Regions from separate parts of the Sus scrofa genome. Here region 2 is linked to region 1. The links are chromatin contacts, called in public HiChIP or PLAC-seq maps. All regions are on one chromosome and are shown on one strand. Each heading gives the region's core, a stretch centred on a gene start, on an enhancer-like site or on the middle of the called end of the contact. The rest is flanking DNA. Distances are from core to core; before and after follow the strand shown. Region 1 holds the start of TDP2 (tyrosyl-DNA phosphodiesterase 2). Region 2 holds the start of GMNN (geminin).

Region 1 (6,553 bases), core at 2,910-5,409:
ATGTGCTGGTTTTACAACTAAAGGAATCACTTGTTTCTTCCTTGGTTAAGTCAACACTGGCAAGATCAGAATGAAACACAACTTTGCAAATAATCTATAAATGGATTAATTTAAAATTATTCTGTGAGTCTTCGCAGCTTTCATTTTATAGGTAAATAAATTTCAAAAGAGTCCTTAAAGTATCTTCCCATAGAAAAGAGTCTGATGACTGAGGAAAAACAAATGTCTACTCACCTACACAGCTACATAACCCATTCAACATCCTTCAGTGACATACGTCACTGAAATGATTTTATAAAACTATGATCTCAAATTACAATGAGTAATCTAAGATTTCCACATTTATTTGGATTCACTTTAAAATCACATTTGAAATAAGATATCATTTTGCTAGGTAAATAATCACTGTAGATTCTTCATTATTCCCCTCACTGAGAGGTGAAATCTAACAGCCTTCCCTTTGAATGTGGGCCTTAGTGACCTGCTTGACCAATAGAATCCTGTGAGCATAGCCTGGCACTTCTAAGGTTTGGCCATAAGAAGCCTTGCAGCTTTCACTCAAGCGTTTTGGAAACTCTGTTCAAAAATCTTGAGCTGCCATGTGGGAAGTCTGAGTCCTCTGCAGTGCTGGACAAACCATACATATGTGCTCTAGTCCACCAGCCCACCTGACCCCACTTTCCCCACCAAGACCCAGACATTTGAGTGGAGGGACAAAACATTATTACAAGGTGACTGCTGGAGTTCCCTGCATAGCTCAGTGGAAACGAATTTTACTAGTAACCATGAGGACACAGTTTTGATCCCTGGCCTTGCTCAGTGGGTTAAGGATCCAGTGTTGCCATGAGCTGTGGTATAGATCCTAGATGTGGCTCAGATCTGTCATGGCTGTGACGTAGGCCAGTGGCTACAGCTCCGATTTGACCTCTGGCCTGGGAACCTCCAAAAAAAGTGACTGTAATGCCAATGTTTTAACTTCTTTAAAAATGTTTTTTTCTAAATTGAAGTATAACATATAACATTCTACTAGTTTCAGGTACACAATATAATGATTTGTATACACTGTGAAATGATCACCACCTTGGAGTTCCCGTTGTGGCTCAGCAGTTAACGAACCCAACTAGGATCCATGAGGATGTGGGTTCCATCCCTGGCCTTGCTCAGTGGGTCAAGGATCCGGTGGCGGTGCCGTGAGCTATGGTGCAGGTTACAGACACTGCCCGGATCTGGTGTTGCTGTGGCTGGTGTAGGCCGGCAGCTGTAGCCCTGACTGGACCCCTACCCTGGGAACCTCCATATGCAGTGGGTATGGCCCTAAAAAGCAAAAAAATTAAAAAAAATGTTTTTTAAATGATCACAAGTCTAGTTAACTTTTAAACTTTTTTTGAAATAATTTCGGACTTTCAGAAAACAGTAAGAATTCTACTCACCATTCAGCCAGATAAAGGTTAACAGTTTACTTAATTTAACATGCACTTGCTTTATTCTTTCTATTCTGAAACATTTCCGTAAACACTTTTAAATGTATGTCCTAAAAGTAAGGACATACATGTACACTCTAGTACAATTATCAAAAATCAGGAAATTATCATTGATAATCCAGAATACTTCTTCAGGCTTTTTCTCTCCTGACCTTGATATTTTTGAAGAATACAAGCCATTGATTTTGTAGAATATCCTTCAGGTTGGGTTTGTCTCATGTTCTCTTATGATTAGACTCAGACTGTGTATTTTTTGGCAGGAGTAACACAGAAGTGATAGTGTGTCCTCCTCAGTGCATCATATCAGGAGGCACCTGATACAGGTTTGCCCCCAACACTGGCCACGTTAACTTTTATGATCTCCCCCATGCAGTAAGGATTTTGTGGGTAGGTACTGTGAGACCACCTAGATACTGTTTTTCATCAACTTTCATCTATTAGTATCCATTGACGATTCCTGTCTGAAACAATTACTATCATGATAGTTCCCAAATGGTTGTTTTTTCCTACCATACCTACTACATTTAGTAGTTGGAATTCTACTGTAAGGCAAAGTGTTCCCATCATTCCTGGACAAATGTATTTATATTAGTGTGGATTCTTATTCTATTCTATACATAAAGCCTCACTCTCACTGGCACTTGATCTGAATCTCAAGGAACAACAAACCACAGCCGAATCACACTTTGCTTGTTTTTTTTGCCAGGTTATGATTCGGGGCTTGGAGACTCCTAACGGTCTTCCATCCCAACATCACTCAGCTCCATCCACATTTTTTCTAAGGGACTATTTTGTTCCAATTTTCTTACTGGCCACAATTTAGGAGGCAATTAACAGATGCTAACACAGGCTAGTCTGAGGAAAACAGAGGGATTTACAAGGAAACAGTAACATGTCAAAGAACCAGTTACAGGAATATAGCTACCCCTAAGGAAGTGCAATCGAGGCTTTCTTTCAATCCTACTCAGCTTCCCTTTGCTTCATTCTCTCTCTGCAACCCAGTATTTTCAGCTTCCCCATGCACAAAAGAGGATGGGTATGTCCCTAACAGGTACTGAGTTAACATGTACAGCTTCAGCTTGGCAGCAAGATTCACTTAACATTCTTGGTCCTAAGCCCAAGCCAGAGGATCTGACTGGCCAGCATGGGCTAGGTGAAGAGCTACTAATCTAAGTGGCTCTAGTTATAACAACATGGGAGCCACAGTTGTCACTTGTGGATGGGTAAACAATTTCCCAGTTACAGGTCAGGCAGATAGAAAAGGAGTCTAATGAAATGATCTTATCAGATGCAAGCCAAGACAGCTGAAAAGATCAAAGGGAGAAAAATGTACAGTTTAACTGTAGAGGCTGCCCATACAGCTGGGAGAACTTTATATACTCAATATCGATTTACTGAAAGTTTATTACAAGCCAAATATTGTATCAGTCTAATCGACAAACATGATAGATATTGTCTTTACCACACAGGTAGCCTCGCTGGAGATACAAAAACACTAAAGAGCAATTATAATATGAACTAAGTTGTTATGACAGGGGTGAGGCAGGATGCTAGAGAATTACCTAAGAAGGGAACCTTATCCATACTCGGAAGATCGGGGAAAGCTTCTTGGAAATAAGTCATGGCTAAACTTGGCTTTTAAGATTATTATTACTCAGCAAGGAAGGAGAAAAAGGTTCTAGGTAGAAGTGATAAATATCTTTAGGTTGAAGGGCAAAAGAAAATATTCCAATGGAGAGAGGGAAAGTCTGATACGCATGGAAGTTTTGTGGGGTAGGAAAGAGAGGGTGACAGGGGAGGAACCCGGAACAACAGACAGTGGTCAAACCGTGGAGGAACTTGTAAAGCACCTGGATTTCAGGAGCAGTAGTGCGCGAACTGGGGGAGGAACACTCGAAAAACGGGCAAGATGCGCATTTTATAAAAACTATTTTCTGGTCGGCCAAACAGCAATATAGGAAGCAAGACGACTTCCAAGTTACCACTCTTCAGTAAAGGATTTGTTTCATTTGTTTCAAAACTCTCGCTTACACAGTTCCTATATATAAATCGAGTCGAAAATGACATGTAAGGATACTTTCTCCCCGCACTCCAAAGTTCGAGTGACAGCCTGGACCTCGGGCAGCTGATGGGGCGCATCTCCTTCCGCGGCACCACAACCCCTCCGCCTCCGGCAATCCTGACGGGAGAACTGCCTCTACTCCACCCCGCCCGCCCAACAGCAGGTCCCAGGATGCCCAACGCCACCCGATACCCAAATGCCTCCGTCCGGACGAGCCCCCCATGGCCCAGTCGTCGCTCACCAGGACTCGGGCTCATTGGGGGTCTCAGGACGACTTTTTAAAGCGTTCTCCTCCACGGCCGGCTCGAAGTAGGAGTTCAGCGCTCTCTGAAAAACAAAGACACAGGGATGGGACGTGTGCACTGCACCCACCAAAGTAAAGAGTGGGAAAGAGAAACAGCAAAAGCGTACTTCCATCTCCCAATCGTTCTCGGCCAGGTAGCACTGAGCCACGGCAGCGTCGCAAGTCGCTACCGAGGCAAACTCCACACACAGAAGTCGGCGCTTCTTCACCTCGGGCTCTCCCTCCTCCTGCTCCAGCTCCGGTCCATCCTCCAGGCCGCTTTTCTGCTCCATCGCCTCCCAGCTGCCGGCTCGTCCCCCAGACTCCGGCCAGGGGGCAGGCCCCCGGCTCTGCGCAGGCGCCCGACACCCCGGCGCTCGCGCATTAACAGCCGGGAGAGAAACGCACTCCGCTCCTGGAGGACGTTAACGCGCCTGCGCAGCAGAAAGGGAGGCCCCGGGCTGGCAAGGGCAAAACAGCGCTTGCGCGCGCGGTCACGATGAGCCGTGACGCCTCTGTGCGCAAACACAGAGAGAACGGCGGTGGCGGGAGCGCGCGAGGGGACGTCCTGCCCTTTGCGTCCTGGTACTTCTGCGAACTTGTGGGCGTCCTGCTCCTCCAAAAAGCTCTGGGGCCTAGGAGCTGGAGAACAGACCACAATGAGCTGTATGACAAAGAATCTGCAGGAGGTCCTCAAGCTCCTAGGCAAGAGTTCGTGTTTTGACAGAATTTTGGAAAAGGTATTGGATGCGAAGCTACGGTTTCTAATGAAGAGAAAGCACCTTGCGTAGTTCGTGGTGAGCGCTGGATAAATTGTCTCTGGTAGATTCTTTTGGCCTGCGTCCCGAAACTGACCTTAGTAGTAATGATTTCTATTGTAATGGAGCACAGTTATGTGCTAGGTGTGCCTCCATTGATCTGTCAGTCTTTAAAAACAAAAAGGTAAGTGGCTTTGCCAGCAAAATGAGCTATTTGGGAATAGCAGAGGAATTTGCTATGGGACGTGCAACCATAGGCAGGTTCTCAACTGTTCTTTTATAAAGAGGAGAGGAAAGTTTGAGAGGGGCTGTTTTGAACAAGTCATTGAGGAGAGTCGAGTCCGGGTTGTTGTGGTTCTCTTTGGTTGAGTTGCGGAGGCTTCTCATTAGCTGAGTTTTTACTGGAGGAAGAGAAAAATCTTCATTCTTCCTACTGGTGTTTGAAAAGTTAAACTGTGAGGAGGGGTGAGTGGGGGTAAGTTCCCCCTGCCGCACTTCCAGATTCCATGTGGAATGCGGTATTTTATAATAGCAACATTATAATGTTGTAAACATTTAAAAAAGGAAGTTAAATTTTAGTAAAATATCTTAAGCTCATTATACCCAAAATACTTTTAACATTAAATACTTTTAATCAATATAGAAGAGTACTAACTTTTTGTACTGAATCTTTGAAATTACTTACAGCACATCTTAGCATCATACTAGCCATGTTTCAAGGACTTAATACTGACAGGTGACTGGTGGCTACTGTATTAACTGCATAGGTCAGCATCATAGTAAGTGCTCTGTGTTTGTTAATTTGATCTAAAATGGATTTTGTAGTTTATGTTTCTTGTGGGCACATTTGCTTAGGCTAAAGTATAGGTTTATGCATAGTGATCTATAAATCAGTCAGGAACCGTTCCTTTTACTATAAATTTTAAGGTAGCATGATCTAGGCCTTGTCTCTCAGGAGACATGTACGAGATGTCAGGTTGTATACTGAGGCTGAAAAGCTCAGATGGAATGTTTGATTTCTGCAGGAGTGGAGATTCACAAATACTCCTGTTTTTCCCTTATATTACTTATTTAAAAACAGTTCATGGAGTTCCCATCGTGGCTCAGTGGTTAATGAATCCGACTAGGAACCATGAGGTTTCAGGTTCAATCCCTGGCCTTGCTTAGTGGGTTAAGGATCCGGCATTGCCGTGAGCTGTGGTGTAGGTTGCAGACGCAGCTTGGATCCCAAGTTGCTGTGGCTCTGGCATAGGCCGGTGGCTACAGCTCCGATTAGACCCCTAGCCTGGGAACCTACATGTGCCTCTGAAGCAGCCCTAGAAAAGGCAAAAAGACAACAAAAACAACAAAAATTCACATCAGCTGTCAAACACTAATAAATTAAACCAACAGCAAAAAAAAAAAAAAAAAATTCACATCATAATTAATTTCTATGTAGAGAGATTGGTAACTTTTTGAATTTCTGAATCAACTTTTTGGGAGTGACTCAGTTTAATCCAGTGATAGTTCTTGATTGGTTGTCTGGGCTTTCTAATATCACTGAATATTCAAAATTCTTTTTTTTTTTTAATACTTAGATGACTGTTGTCTCTGCTGTCCCTGGGAAAGTGATCTGTGAAATGAAAGTAGAGGAAGAGCATACCAATAAAATGGGCACTCTCCATGGTGGCATGACAGCCACCTTAGTGGATTGTGTATCCACATATGCTCTGCTATGCACAGAAAGGGGAGCACCTGGAGTTAGTGTGGACATGAACATAACGTATGTATCCTAACTGTACCCAAATAGCTTTTTTCAGTGTGACAACTCTTTTCAAACGACTGAGACTAAACACATTTATAACTAAATAAAGCATGAGGTGCCCTTTAGCTGGTTATCCTTAAGTGCAGCTGTGTATTTGCCTTAAAATATTTCATGGCTTTAGAATCTAGAACTAGACGATTAATTTCCAAGTACAGTATATATCAG
Region 2 (6,553 bases), core at 1,095-3,594, 84 kb after region 1:
GGGCTTGAGGATCCTCTGACTCTTGAGGAATAGTTTTATTTATTTATTTATTTATTTAGCTTTTTTAGGGCCACACCCATGGCCTATGGAGGCTCCCAGGCTAGGGGTCTAATTGGAGCTGCAGTGGCCAGGCTATGCCAGAGTCGAAGCAAGATCCAAGCCGCGTCTGCAACCCACACCACAGCTCACGGAAACACCGGATCCTTAACCCACTGAGCAAGGCCAGGGATCGAACCCGCAACCTCATGGTTCCTAGTCGGATTCATTAACCACTGAGCCACCAGGGGAACTCCACCATATGTGAACTCTGAGTCAGAAGACGTAAAGTCTCAGTCTACCACTGCCTACCTGTATGAGATCTTGGACTCATGACTTAGCCTCTGAGTTGTAAAAAAGAGAGTAGAAAACATTTACCTCACAGGGCTACTGAAAAGATTCAGGAGGATTACATACATTAGGGTAGTTTAGAGCAGCAAGGCCCCACGGAAATAAAATGTGAGATGCAAATGCAAACCACATCTATAATTAAAATTTTTTTTCTGGTAGCCATGTTAAAAAAAAGGGAAGTTAATTTTAACAATATTTGTATTCAACTCAATATATCCAAAGATTATTTCAACACATACTCAATACAAAAAATCATGGAAATATTTCACGTTCTTTTCATACTAGCTCTTTGAAATCTGATATGTATTTTACATGACAGCACTTTTCAATGAAGACTAGCCACATTTCAAGTGCTCAAAAGCTATCAAGTGGCTAGTGGCCACCCAACTGAACTGCACAGGTATAAAGCTGAATTAGTTAATTTGTTACATCCACTCATTTAGGAGGCAAAGCAGAGGGTGAAACGCTTCAAAATCTGGGGGCTTCACAATTTTTTCCTAAAGAAGGCATCATTTCCTTTATGTTGAACTTAAAAAAAGTCAAACAACACTAAAATGAATAAAGTAAAAGTCTCTCCATGCCTTTCCAAAACTAACCAATAGTATTAGCAACTACATATAACATTGGGGGTAGGTGGGCTTCATGATACATCTAGAAACTCAATTCTCTTATTGCCTCTGTAGATTTCTAACTATGGTAACCTCTAGGTTCTAGCCTTCTGGTTTGGTTATCACTTTCATATGGAAGACATTTTTCTCTCCCAGCTTTTTCGTTCTGGAAAGAAATAACATTAGGTACTCTGCTTTATGCTATACTTAGTACAGACTACCTGAATGTAACTTTTTATATATTTTTAATATATACTTACTATTCGGGCTCTTTTCATCAGTGATGTCTTTTTACCACGTGGCTGAACGAAGAAATTAGAAGTCAGATTTACTACTTTGACTGGCTGGTGTTTCAAAGTCAAATTACACAGTACTTATACTTACCACGCTGATCATCAGAATTTTTACTCTGGAAACACAGTCGTCTAGGGATAGCTCTCCAACCAATGGATTGTTTCCCTTATTTAGAATTTAGATTTTCACGCTACATTTTCCCCCAAAGAAAACTAGAATCCTAGGACTATGCTTTGTATACTTTGAGCTCTTTCAAAAAGAATTCCAGTGGTGCAGGTGGCAGGAGGTGGGCACGCAGGATGGCAGGGTATGGGGCTAACAAAACATTTCCTAAAGGCGGTGCTAAGCATAGTCAGGAGATACTTCTTTCCTTCTGAGAATGACAATCCCACCAAAGTTAAGAAATGGGAAAAAAGACTTGTATTAATAGCTATGGTTGGTGTAAAAAAAGATTTAACAATACCCTGATAAACTGAAATGTACTATGCCCAGAAAGTTGAGAAGTTTGTGAAATGACTAGAAAAAAAAAAAAAAAGCTAGACGCAATTATCACTTAGGTTTTTCTGCTCCTTCAAATTGCAATAGCCATTGCATTCCGGTGCCTAGAACAGTACTTTGTACGAATATTAGGATGACTATTAGTATTCCTTGCAGGATTAGGCCTTCTGGCACTACTACAACACAATATAGTCATATACAAAGCGCCAAAATATAAACGGTCTTAACACATTTAGGAGGCCGTGGATCGAAGGCTTTACAGAACAAGTCCTGTACTATATATAAAATATTTTGTTCTCCCGATGTTTGTCTAGCGGGGGCAGACCTTTGCCCCGCTTGTAAAGAGCAAAAAAAACATTCGAATCTGGAGGAAGTTCCCAGTGCAGGTCGAAGTGCAAAAGCCGAGGGTACAAGTGACCCACGGAGTTAAGACCGCCGACTTCCCGACCCAAATACCTGCTACGCCCTACGCGCAGGCGCAGAAAAGGGAAGGGGGCCGAAGAGGGCGGAGGCGAAAGGCCATTCGCCGGATTCAGGTGGCCCCGCCCTCCGTCACGCGCCAGACGGTCACGTGGCCGCCCGGAGCCGGAGGGTGGAGTTTTACTCTTTTACAGTCGCCACCCGGCAGGAGTCCAGCCCCTGTGGGTACGAACGCGGGTTGGTTTTGGACCCTCTGCGAGGCGCCGCTACCACAGCTACCTGCGTTCGTTACAAGGATTTCCTGCTTCCACCCGGTAAGTGTGAGAGAGGTGACCAGAGAGAGTGGGTCGCAGAGGCTGCTGGACGAGCCACTTTGGGCTTCGGCCGGCCGGAAGTCGCGCACTCCGGTGACAGCTGCCGGAGTCTTAGTGAAAGGACTGTTGAACCGTCCCGGCAGCCGGGACGGGGGGGAAGGAGGTGAGGCTCGGGGCTGCCCCATTGGTTAGGTCGGTTTTTGGCGCGCTGTTCCTCCGCGCTCGCTATTGGCTGGCGCGCGCCGTCCCTGACGCGCGCTCTGCGGTTGGAGGGCCCCGGCGCGCGGCCCGGATTGTCCGCCCCTTGCTGGTTTCTCCCTCCCTGTGTCCCCAGGACTAGGTGGCGGGGTCGCGGGGTGGCTTGTGTGCAGCTGGTTCGTGTGAGGACACCAGCTTGGGCGTGCCTGGCTTTCGGGATGAGGCGGACCACCCTCTTGACCAGTAAGCAACTGGCGGTGACCCGAGGGGTGTCCCTGAATTCCGCGTCTCTCATTTAAAAAAAACTGGACTTGATGACATTTAGTTTCACCTGTTTATCAGAATTTCCTAGAACCCAGTGCTATGCTAGAGTTCAATCTAATTATTTTAAAAAATTAGATAAGGTAGTTCCCTTGTGGCGCAGCGGGTTTTGGAACCGGATTGTCGCTGTAGCGGCTTAGATTCGATCTGTGGCCCAGGAACTTCCACATACTGCGGGTGCGGCCAAAAAAAATTAAATAAAAAAAAACCCTAGGTAATAAAAAGTAAGTGAGGGTGTAAGGTTGTTGGCGGGAGTGTAATGAACAAGTGAAGACTTTTTTGTGTTGTTGTCTTTTTTGCCATTTTCTTGGGCCGCCCCCGCGGCATATGGAGGTTCCCAGGCTAGCGGTCGAATCGGAGCTGGCAGCTAGCTGCCAGCCTACGCCAGAGCCACAGCAAGGCAGGATCCAAGCCGAGTCTGCAACCTACACCACAGCTCACGGCAACGCCAGATCGTTAACCCACTGAGCAAGGGCAGGGATCGAACTCTCAACTTCATGGTTCCTAGTCGGATTTGTTAACCACTGAGCCACGACGGGAACTCCTACGTGAAGACTTGATTCTTGTTGCTGTTCATCTTTTAAAATCGTGGCATATACTAAAGCACATTTTTCACATAACGGTTTAGGACTCAACCCTCCAACTAAATTAGAACCTTCACGAAACACTATTTATTACTCACATGCCATGCATTTTGATGTTTTCTCATCTCTTCAGTTTTGTTCAGTTACATTTTTTCAAACACCTACTAAGTGATTTTGGAATCCCAGGCTGCCACCCGCAGTTTGGAAATCATTGTCCTGGCTCAGTTTAGTTGGTCCTGACCAGCATTTGCTTAACATGAAATAGAATGGAAAATAGGGTACATCACACAATTAGGTGAAGCTTTGTTTCCTAAGCTTTTTCGTTGGCATTTGTGTGCCCTAGGGCACGGTTTATAAAATGTATTCACGCGAGATGGATCATAGTCAAAAGTTAGAAAGCCACTGCACTGAGTAAAGGAAGGCAGGACCACAGAAATCAGGAAGATCTGTTCTTGGCTGGGAAGTTCAGAGTTATGTTTGGAGTGAGTCTGGCCCAGTGGTTTAGCAACATTACATACCGCTTTGTTCCCTGCTCCCTTTTCTTTGCTTCCATCAGTGTCTCCATGTGTGGTGGTGGTTAAACATTGCCTGCAAATATAAATACATAATCTAATTTGACTGGATATTAAGTCACAGTTAAGCTATTGCTGGTTTCCAGAGCCAAGTTTATGATAGCTTAAATCTGTGAAACAGCAAAGTTAGGATGCTCTTCTTTAATACATAGACTTGGGCATACCCAAGTCTCAGGTTTGTTCTTCCTGGTGACCATTTTCCACATCTTTCTGTATTTAATCCAGGTCACCAACATGTTTTGTAAATTTGTTTAGAATACAGATTTTTCCTTTTATAGCAGTATTCTTCTAGGTAGAATTGTGTGTGTGTGTTGTGTTTATGTGTATAGAGATACTAAGAGTCACTAGCTTTAGGCACTTTAACAAGTGACAGAGCTGAGTTTGGGCACAATGAGAAATGATAATTCCATCATTTTTCTTTGATTGTTTTGATTTTTATGATTGTACTTTCAACAACAAAAAAAACCTTTTCATGCAGTCTGTATTCTGCTTTTGAATGTGCAGTCTTCTGTTCCTGACCAGGTGTATAATGAATCCCAGCATGAAGCAGAAACAGGAAGGAATCCAAGAGAATGTAAAGGTATGTGATGCAATCACTTTAATCTCTTGTAGAGAGCATATGGTTAGATGTTTTTTGACACAATTTAGTCACATGTTATATATTACCTGGCTATAATTTCTGTAAACTTTGAAATACTAAATTTTCAGTGAGGACAAGTAACAATAAAGAACTTGTTTAAAAATTAATTATGGTTGCATATTAAGTTTTTTGACCCACATATATGGGATGTCTTTCCATCCATTTAGGTCTTCTTTTCTTTCAACAAAGTTATGTAGTTTTCATAGTTTTTGAGGTTTTCACTTTTTAAATTTTTTCTTAAGTATTGTTTTTTTAAGCTATTGTAGATGGAGTCATTTCCTTAATTAAATTTTTGGTGTGCCTACTATACAGAAACGCAGTCGATTTTTGTCTCTTGGTCTTGTATCTTGCAACCTTGCCAAACTTGTTTTTATTTAGTTCAAATAGTTTTTTAGTAGATTCCTTAGGATGTTCTATATATAAGACTATTATTGCTTTGTTTCTACTCTTAAATTTCATGCAATGATTTTATTAAAATCCTTGGTGTTTAGGTTAGCATCTTTGACTGCAGAGACACATTTTGCATTGTACTTTGTATAGTTTCAGGGTACATCATACTCATTACCATCTAACCTGCTTGTTTGCCACACCTTTTGAATCCTTGTATTATACAGTCACTGGAAACCTCCCAAATGTTTGTTTATAACAGTGAAGACAGAGCTTAATTTTGAGTCTGTAATTTTGACTGGCTTCACTCTTACAGTTCTAAATGAATGTACAGCTTAGCTAGGTCTTATCATAGAATTTAGACTAGATCTATTCTCAGGATTCCTGAGAATGAGACCACATTGTCAGGAAGGCGTACCAGTTTGCAGACTTAAACTGAATAGTATAAATAAAAAGCTTTTCGTAAATGATAGCAGTTGCTTTTTTGATAAGTTGTTTACCTTGTCTTAGTATCTTCCTTACATTGTTTTTCTTGAATAATACTTTGTGTTGATAATTTGTGAATTTGATTCCATCAGCTATTCAGGATGATGACATCTTCCCACTGTTTTGTATGTATGTTTTTAAGCTTTTTATAATGAAGATTTTTAAATACTCAAAAATAGAGTCAATAGCATTTCAATTTACTTCCCCCATTTTCAACAATTATCAGTGTATGGCCAGCCTTGTTTCATCACCATCTCCATTCACTCCCCCTTTCCTCCACTGATTTATTTTGAATCAAATCCCAGACAAATAATTTATATAATTTCAGCAGATAGTAATATTTAAAGAGAAATCTAATATTTACTAGCTGCAGTATAGCTATCTGAGATATAAAAGGACCTGGTTCTGCCTCCAAAACTGTGATGCTAGGTGAGTTATTTAGGATCTCAGCCTCAGTTTACTTAATCTGTAAAATGAGGGAATTGGACTGGAACTAGGTCTGTAAGAGTTCACGTTAGGAGTTCATGGATTCCCAAAATTCTGTAGGATTGTGCTCTTGTTTGTGTGTGTGTGGTTATTTTGTTTTGTTTTTTTCTTTTTGAGGGAGTTCACAAAATCTCAAATTGTTTTCTAAAAAGATTAAGACCCATTAATATATAAGAATCTTTTCCGTAAAGAGTTTATTACTCTACTGCATGTGATGTGTGTAAATAAAATGCCTTTGGGGGGGCTGGATGCTATAAGTCTTACAGGTGTGAAAGTTAAATCTTAGAAATGGTCGTTTTTTGGTTTCAGTAATTTAGCTGGCTTTTTTGGCCTTTATTGGTAGCAAGCATTTAAATGA

The links. HiChIP or PLAC-seq counts read pairs in DNA pulled down with a chosen protein or histone mark.
Region 2: a contact with region 1 is called in an H3K27ac HiChIP or PLAC-seq map of alveolar macrophages. The contact joins the promoter of GMNN here to the promoter of TDP2 in region 1. A contact is called at or near these places in 1 of 5 promoter capture datasets (liver), 9 of 47 Hi-C or Micro-C datasets (blood, fetal liver, fetal skeletal muscle and 5 more) and 2 of 2 datasets of contacts at active chromatin or transcription factors (alveolar macrophages and skeletal muscle).

Annotation. Positions count from the first base shown.
Region 1 is chr7:19,498,278-19,504,830 of Sscrofa11.1, forward strand. TDP2 (tyrosyl-DNA phosphodiesterase 2) reads right to left here and starts at 4,160. Exons shown (of 7, transcript NM_001243686.1): 1 at 3,955-4,160; 2 at 3,785-3,870; 3 at 1-56. The coding sequence starts at 4,119. ACOT13 (acyl-CoA thioesterase 13) reads left to right here and starts at 4,360. Exons shown (of 3, transcript NM_001244979.1): 1 at 4,360-4,566; 2 at 6,162-6,346. The coding sequence starts at 4,486.
Region 2 is chr7:19,583,624-19,590,176 of Sscrofa11.1, forward strand. GMNN (geminin) reads left to right here and starts at 2,345. Exons shown (of 7, transcript XM_003128203.5): 1 at 2,345-2,521; 2 at 4,719-4,776. The coding sequence starts at 4,726.